Linked DNA regions of Mus musculus: regions 2 and 3 are each linked to region 1. The links are chromatin contacts, called in public Hi-C maps. All regions are on one chromosome and are shown on one strand. Each heading gives the region's core, a stretch centred on a gene start, on an enhancer-like site or on the middle of the called end of the contact. The rest is flanking DNA. Distances are from core to core; before and after follow the strand shown. Region 1 holds the start of Mab21l1 (mab-21-like 1). Region 2 has its middle 69 kb from the start of Gm32237. Region 3 holds the start of Spg20 (spastic paraplegia 20, spartin (Troyer syndrome) homolog (human)).

What was found. A called contact is a pair of places that touch in the nucleus more often than the background predicts.
Region 2: a contact with region 1 is called in a Hi-C map of cerebellum, with 1.9 times the contacts expected there. The contact joins the enhancer-like site here to the promoter of Mab21l1 in region 1. A contact is called at or near these places in 3 of 39 promoter capture datasets (the 3T3-L1 cell line and liver) and 1 of 484 Hi-C or Micro-C datasets (cerebellum).
Region 3: a contact with region 1 is called in a Hi-C map of muscle stem cells, with 4 times the contacts expected there. The contact joins the promoter of Spg20 here to the promoter of Mab21l1 in region 1. A contact is called at or near these places in 2 of 39 promoter capture datasets (cranial neural crest and liver) and 1 of 484 Hi-C or Micro-C datasets (muscle stem cells).

Annotation. Positions count from the first base shown.
Region 1 is chr3:55,781,240-55,783,800 of GRCm38.p6, reverse strand. It overlaps Mab21l1 (mab-21-like 1), which reads right to left and starts at 1,291. Exons shown (of 1, transcript NM_010750.3): 1 at 1-1,291. The coding sequence starts at 807. All of the region lies in intron 41 of Nbea (neurobeachin), which reads left to right.
Region 2 is chr3:56,766,014-56,768,574 of GRCm38.p6, reverse strand. No RefSeq gene overlaps it. Among named protein-coding and RNA genes, the nearest start is that of Gm32237, 69 kb to the right of the region's middle. Within about 2 kb of position 1,289, at least 1 of the 459 cell types and tissues checked has an H3K27ac peak or open chromatin away from gene starts, as enhancers often do. A contact at or near this core is called in cerebellum, where this site is marked.
Region 3 is chr3:55,110,842-55,113,402 of GRCm38.p6, reverse strand. Spg20 (spastic paraplegia 20, spartin (Troyer syndrome) homolog (human)) reads right to left here and starts at 1,295. Exons shown (of 9, transcript NM_144895.2): 1 at 1,186-1,295.

The DNA of each region.
Region 1 (2,561 bases), core at 42-2,541:
CAGGGGCTGGCCTGGCAACTCCAGGTGGCGATCACGCAGGGTTTTCAGGATAGAGAGGCATTTCTTCCTGCAGCCCCCCATCTGCAGTCTGTTCTCGGCCTCTGCAAACTGCAGCACCCAAGCATCGCTCTCAGCCGAACTCTGCTTGCCGGCCAGGGAGTGGCACTCCTTGGACAACAAATTGAACCCTTCAGCCTTAACCTCTGCCACCCGGTTGGGTCCTGGCCAGGGGATGTGGGGAAGCGGCCAGTGGGCAGCACTCCGCGGCCAAATCCCGGTGCATTTAAAGGCCGGGGTGATCTGCACCACATACCTATCTCGGATTCTCAGTTTCACTTCGCTCGTGTCAGCCACCATCTTTACTACATCTCTGTAGCTACACTTGTCCACCGCCTGAGCCACCAGTGTCTGAAACCTGGAACGGATTTTGCGTGCCGAGAGGTAGCCAGAGGCGGTGATGAATTCCACCCAGAGGGACATGCTCCTCTTGCGCCCATCGCTCAGTTTCAGCACCGCACAGCCAGGCAGGGAGCCGTCGTCCACGAAGTTAAACACCCCCATCTGGTTCAGATAGAGTACCACCTCGAACTCGGTGGGAGAGATAACCTCCAGGCCCTCGTAGCGGTTGTCCATCTCATTGAGGGAGCTGATGAAACGCGGTTCCTGCACTTCAACCTCCTTCAGGACGTCGGAGACCACTTTGCAGACTTCCCGGATGGTTTTGGCGATGGCAGCTTTCCTGGCCTGGCATTTCTCGTTGTAGTACTTATTCAGGTGGTAGACCAGCTTGGCCTGGGCCGCGATCATGTTGGGGCAGAGATCCGGATTGTACACCGGAGTCTCGCAATAGGCTGTGGGATCCAATGCGGCTGCTAGCGCTGGAGCCAACTTCGGTGGAGAAAGGGGACCACGCTCAAAAGGCACCGAGCCTCTCTCGGACTAGCTGCAGCAGGGGGCCGCCCTGCCCTGCTGGCCTTTTTTCCCCCGCTCGAGACTAGCGGGTCTTAAAGTGAAAGGCTGAGCTCTCCCCTTTTCTCCCCTCCGCTAAAGAATCCGTGTCAGAGAGAGACGCGTGGAGAGAGCACCTTCTCGGTAATAAAAACAAAAGTTATGCTGAGACCCAGCAAAGCTCTTCCAGTAGTCAAAATAATCACCCCTTTCCGTATTTATTTACGTTTTCCCGTAATCATGGTGTGTGCAGGACTGTTAATCAGGTAGAGGAAAAGTGTGCAGAGTGTGCGTCGGGGGTGAGTGTGTGTCTGTCAGAAGAAGCTGCTGTTGGTTTGTGTAAGAGCCCAGATGCACTCGTGTGGAAATTATAAAGGCAGGGCCAGGCAGGCGGGCGGCCAATCGCCACTGGGCTCGTCACGACAGCCTCCTCCAGCTTCAGCCCGGCTAATTAATCCCCCCTCGTGGATAGAAGCATAGAAACCAAAGGTAGGAAACTGCTGCCGGCAGAAACCCACCCAGGCCACCTAGACAGGTTGAAAAGCAAGATGAAATCTCCCAGCTTTGGTATAACTTGAAGCATATTGACATTTGGAAAAGACTTGGTGAAGACAAGTGGTTCTCTTTGCTGAAAAGCCCACTTGTCTGTTCACCTCTGATGAGCTATCCAGTTGTACTAATGGTCATCCACCAATTAGCGAAGTCAAAGGGGCTTCTAGAACAAAGTCACTAACTTGCATTTAGAGTAAGGTAATTAATGCCCGTTAATCCCTGGGGTCTTTTTAGTGCAAGTTAGAACTTTGCTTACTGACTGACTGCTGGCTTCAGCTGGGGGAGTTCTTTAGTCTTCACTCGTGTTCGTGTTCGCAGTCAGAATGTTTCCAAACCTTAGGCAGAGTCTCTTCTCTTTTTAACCTAGGTTTTCCCCATTTGCATTTGCTGAGAGGAATTTAAGAAGTATTGCTCAACGGAGTCGATGATATCTACCCAACTAAAAATGGAGCCTTTTAATTAAAACAAGTTCACCTGTTTGCAGTTTCCCTTGTCTGTAGCTAGATTGGCCAGTGCTGAAATACCAGACAGCAGATAGGGCTGTATGCTGTAGTGGAAACACTTCCTGAAGGTGTTTTCTGAGATTTAGAGAAAGCTTGAGTGCCATCTCATAGTGAGCTGTCTTGTAGAGAAGGATCTAGAGAATTCACAGAGATGAGCTTGCTTGGCACTGGAAGGTGTGGCCATTACAGTTTGTTTGCCCCTGCAGGCTTAAAGATGGATCTTCCACCTCAGAAACCCTCAGTGGTGACCAACAGTAGGTTCCTAATCTTATGGGATGTAATAATTTGATTATGAGAAAATGGCTAATGGCTTCCAAAAAAAATAATTTGTAACCATTCAGGTTAGGGATTTTTATTATTTATTTAAGTTTCATCTTGGAAATTTCAAAGAAATGAGCTTTTCTTTTTGGAACCTGAGGAGCTTTTGGATTTTGGAACCCTAGGGAGGGTTTTATAGGTCGCTCTTCCTTCCAGTACCATGACCAGTTGAGTCCTCAGTGCACATGAACTAAAGATAGGGTAGTTAGGGCTTATGTCGTAGTTTTCAGTTCTCTGCCT
Region 2 (2,561 bases), core at 40-2,539, 980 kb before region 1:
GTTCTCAGATTTCAGAACGTTGTAGAGTTCAGTTTTGAATGAGAAAAATCTCAACTTGTGTCAAATAAATAGGTGTCTATTGAATAAGGGGATAGTGGTTTTAACCAGCTTGAAATATGATATTCTTGAACATAGATGATTAAAGTCATAGATGACTAAGATGCTGGTAACACTGCCATCCCATATCATGCTCCAGGCTGAGCATGATATGATAGAAGGCTCCTTGGAGCAAGACAGTCAGAAAATTCACAAGTAATCTCTCAATTCGTGGTATACATCGCACCACGAAGGACGTGTGCAAATAAGGATGAAAAGTAATAGGATTGTCAAGGACATCTAAGAAAGAACCATTTGTTCACAAACCAGGACTGAAACTAAAATTCAAAATGATTATTCAAAAAAAAAAAAAGAGTAAGGCCTTTTGAGTCCTGTAATCATTAGTTTTTGTCAATGTGACACAAACTAGAGTCACCTTATAAGAGAAAACTTCATTGAGGAACCACCATCAGATTGGTATGTGGATGGAGGAGGGCCAGCCCACTGTTGGCAATGCCACCCCTAGGCAGGTCATCCTTGGTGCATAAAGAAGTAGGTTGACCAAGCCAGAGGAAGCAAGCCAGTGAGGCCCCTCCATGGCTCCTCCATGGCCCCTCCATGGCCTCTGCTTCAGTTCTTGCCTCCAAGTTCCTGCCTGAACTCCTTTTTATGACGACCTATAAGCTGTAAGATAAAATAAACTATTTCCTTCCCAAGTTGTTTTTGGTCATGGTGTTTATTACAACTATAGAAAGCAATTTAGGGCAAACGAAAAGAGCATCTAGACAAAATTTGAGGTGGTGAGGCTCTCTGTCTCTGTGTGTTTATCCAGTGTCTAGTGAGGAGCTAGAGGAAGGAGATGGACCTGAAATATAGACTGTACATTTCATACCATGAAAGGACCAAGATAATGACTGGCTTACCAGTTCTGTAGTTCTATGATTCTGTCGTATACCTTGTGTTAGGGAGGAGGTAGCAAGAGAAGGAAAGGGAGGAACCTTACCATCTTTGCTGGAGCACAGATCCAGCTCTTGGCAAGCTGTTCAGGGAGCCGTGCAGTCACCATGTTGGCAAGCTTGGCCTCCCTTGACTTTATAATCAAACGGTTTATGGTCAAGGATTTCCAAAGGAGATTAAAATGGAAGCACCACTGAAATCAGTTTGGGCTGCTTTTCTCTGCAGTACTTAGGAAGAAGAGCCCCATTGGACTTGGCAGACAAAGCCAGAAATACTGTTTGGCCTAGATTTAGGAAGGGCTGCCAGGTAGAGAGGAGATTTCAATTGCTTTGTAGCCAAATTGGTAATTAAAGTGCCTGGATCCTGGAGACACATGGTGAAAAGCCCTGTGACATCATCGTAGTGGATGTCAGTGAGATTAATGAGCTCTGAAGCCAGTACTTCATCTCTGGAAAACACACATGCTTTATGAACTACTCCCCATGAACACAGATCAAATGCCACAGACTGATAAAGTGCTGTTCATTGAAATCAGAAATTGGTAACCATTTGATAGTTTCTTTGGGCCCGTTTAGTCCTTAAGAGCTCAAAAAATGGGGTGGGTGGGTATGGACCCCAATGTCCTACATCATCTGAGAAGTAGAGATGAAACATGCAAATACATTTTTCTTGCTGATTTTTTCTGAGTCCAATGTTAGCAGAGTGAATCTGGGCAGTTTCCTCTCCCCATGGCTAGCTGGGCTATAGTAGAGGCAGACCCAGAAGGAAACACAGAGGTAATGCTTTGGGTAAATGAATTGAAATGATCCTGAGTGTCACAAACTCCAGAGACTGAGCACTTTCTCCATGGCTTGTTTTAATTGAAACTGATGGAGCTGCAGAGCTGACAGCATTTCACATCAATCATCATAGGTCATACTCTTTCAAGGGCAATCACAACATTAATATAACAAGCAGGAAGTGAAATAATTAAAATTTAGCACATTGCCATATTGAAGTTTCCAAAATTAGTCTAAAGCACCTTTGCTCAGTTCAAATAAGCTAGCGTAGCAATACACAGAAAGAGGCACCTTGTTCCATTACATCAGCTATTCACACATGAAAAAAAAAGATTCTGTCTTTTCCTAATGGTAATATTGCTTACATTTAAATCTTCTCATTTCTAGTGATGATAATTTTTTTATGTTTTACCTGCCTCTCAACAAAATGTGTGGTCCATAGGATTACCAGATAGAAAAATTACAAAGAACTGGGAGTGTCAGGGAGAAAAATTATTCCCTTATGACCCTGGGAAGGTAAGTTCAGCCTAGAGAGTGTACACACCTGCATATGCTGGAGAGAAATCCACAGTGATGCCCTTCCCATCTCAATATATCTGGGTAGAAAGTAACAACATATCCAGGCTCAGCCTATGCTGAACCACAGGGGTAGGATCTGTAGCAGCATTAAATAGATCACTTTCCCCGAGGAAGTACATCTGATGCTTACAAAAGATAATAAGGAAAAAAGCTTGTTTGAATAATGAACAGTCCCCTGCACAGACAGCAATAGTTTTCAGGGAACCATAT
Region 3 (2,561 bases), core at 46-2,545, 670 kb after region 1:
ACAATATTTCATGATCAACTATACTGAGCATACTGTACTAAGCTACATCCCTCACTCCTCCTATCTGGGTCGGGAACATGGGGGACTGATTGTCAGGGAGGGTTCAACTCTAGAACCATTCCAACAATTCTTTCTTGCTTGGGAACTGTATGTTTCAGATTGTACCGCGCACCACGTGGGCAACAAACCACATTCCTCAAAATACAGAGGTTTCCTGTTTCAAACAAGTCCTCCACAAACACAATTAAGACCATCAGGAAGGCACACCAACCAAGACCAGTTCCCTCAGAACTAGGAGCACTCATTATTCACTTAATTGCTTCTGAAAATTTTAAAACAGTTGCTAAATTCTTAGGTATCCGAGGGTCATTTCATCGATCAAAAACCGTTCCGTTTATAATACAACAAAGCAAATCTCGAGGATCCTTAAGCAATCCCACAACCATGGGGAATAACGGAACCAGCCGTACACTAGAGCAATAAAGTAGCCTCACAAAACCACACACACTCCCAGAGAAAACTTTTCTAGACCTAAAGTTAGGCCTCGGGGGTCCTTTGAGATGCTGGAAGCCAGTAAACTTGTATCCCAATTACCAATGCCCGCTCCATTCACTGCCAGTGTTGTGGCTCCTGGCGCTTTCAGCTGCCAACGTTGGACAAGCTGTAGAGGAGCAAGAAAGCCAGTGGGGTTTGGAGAGGGAACAGTGGCGGACGCACACTAGGGATCACCAGAGATCAGGGATGGGAGGATCCGAACCAAGGGACAAGCGAGGATCAGGGATAGGTAAACGCACACCAAGGATGCGCGGGGGCGCAGGATTGAAGGACCAGCGCCGGGGATAAGAAGGGACCAAGGATGGGAGGGCCAGCACCAGGGATGCGCGGGTTCCTGGGGCAGGAGGATCTAGGACCTGAGCGCCGCTCCCCGGGCCAGAGCTGTAGGAGACGAAAGATGGGCGAAGGCTCCTTCAGTACTAGCTGGAATAGCCTCAGCAGGACTTCTGGAAACTTCCTTGGCAGAAGGGCTCTCAGCAAGATGCCGCCTGGACCCGGGCCGCAGCCCCCACCCCCGCTGGGCGTCCCGGGGTGGACCCGGCTCACAAAGCCCCGCGTGACGCCCTCTAGGTCCGGCCCCGCCCACGCGTCACCACACCGGCGCGGAGCTGAGCTTCTGCCCACTCTGACCTTCCAAAGGCGCACGGGTAGCCAGCGGTCCGCTCCGAGCCCGAGAGCCCACGGAGAGCGCGCAACTGCAGGCCCCACACACCCTCCGGCCTCAGCCAGGCCCAGGCCACGTCGGACCGCGCCTGCGCACTCCGTACCGGCTGCCCTGGGGCCGCCGAAGGGACCCGCAGTGCCACGGCAATGACAGCTTCCGGCCGCCAGGGGGAGACCTGGGTCGGGCACTGAGGATTGGGAGAACAAATGGTTGCCTGGAACCTGGGACCTTGCCTGACCTGTGCAAAGTGTTAAATCTGTGACATAAAAACAAAACAAACTAACAAACAAAAACCTCACAAGGCTGGGGGCTGGAGAGACGGCTCAGCAGTGAAGAAGAGGTCATTATTTTTTATTTGCTCTGTAATCCATAAAGAACACACCATAATAATTTATAAGTGCAACAATTAAAAGTGAATAAAAGATTTGAGTAGATCCTTCTTTAGACAAGATATACAGACCACCAGAAAGAATATCAAAAGATAGTGAATCCGCCGGGCGTGGTGGCACACGCCTTTAATCCCAGCACTCTGGAGGCAGAGGCAGGCAGATTTCTGAGTTCGAGGCCAGCCTGGTCTACAAAGAGAGTTCCGGGACAGCCAGGGCTATACTGAGAAACCCTGTCTCGAAAACAAACAAACAAACAAACAAAAGATAGTGACTATCACGAGTCTTCAGGCTAACTCAAATCAAAATGAGATGTAACTTCTGTCTCATTAGAATGGCTGTAATCAAAAGATAAGCAGAAAAGGGTTTGGCAAGATGGTTTTTTTTCCGGTCCTCCTGCCTTACTGGTGGGAGTGTTAAGTAACCAAAACCAGCCCAGCAAAGTCTACCCCTAGTTAGAATTGTTCATAAAATTATCCATTTATCTTGATTCAAATAATTCAGTCGTTGTAAAATTCCTTTCCCTCTCTTGACACCACCTGTAATCACCTGGGTAGAGTCCCGATGAGAGATGGTCTGCGTTAGGTTGGATGTGTGGGGGGTGTCTTAAGTTAATTGATGTGGCATGACCCAGCTCACTGTGGGCAGCACCATTTCCAAGATAGGAGGCCTTGAAAGAATGGAGAAAATGCACTAGGCACAAGCAATCAGGCAGGCAAGCCTGAGTTAATTCCTTTCTCCCTGCTCTTGACTGTAGGTGTGATATATCTAGATGTTTGATTTCCTGCTTGACTTTCTCATAATACTGGATTATAACCTGGACCAGTGACCTGAGTTAAACCTCTTCTTATTCCTCTGAATCATAGCAACAAATATAACTAGGACACACTCCTATTTATTTTGTTTAAGTGAATCAGGTAGGATTTTATAATGGCATCCTGCCTTTATTCTTTAAC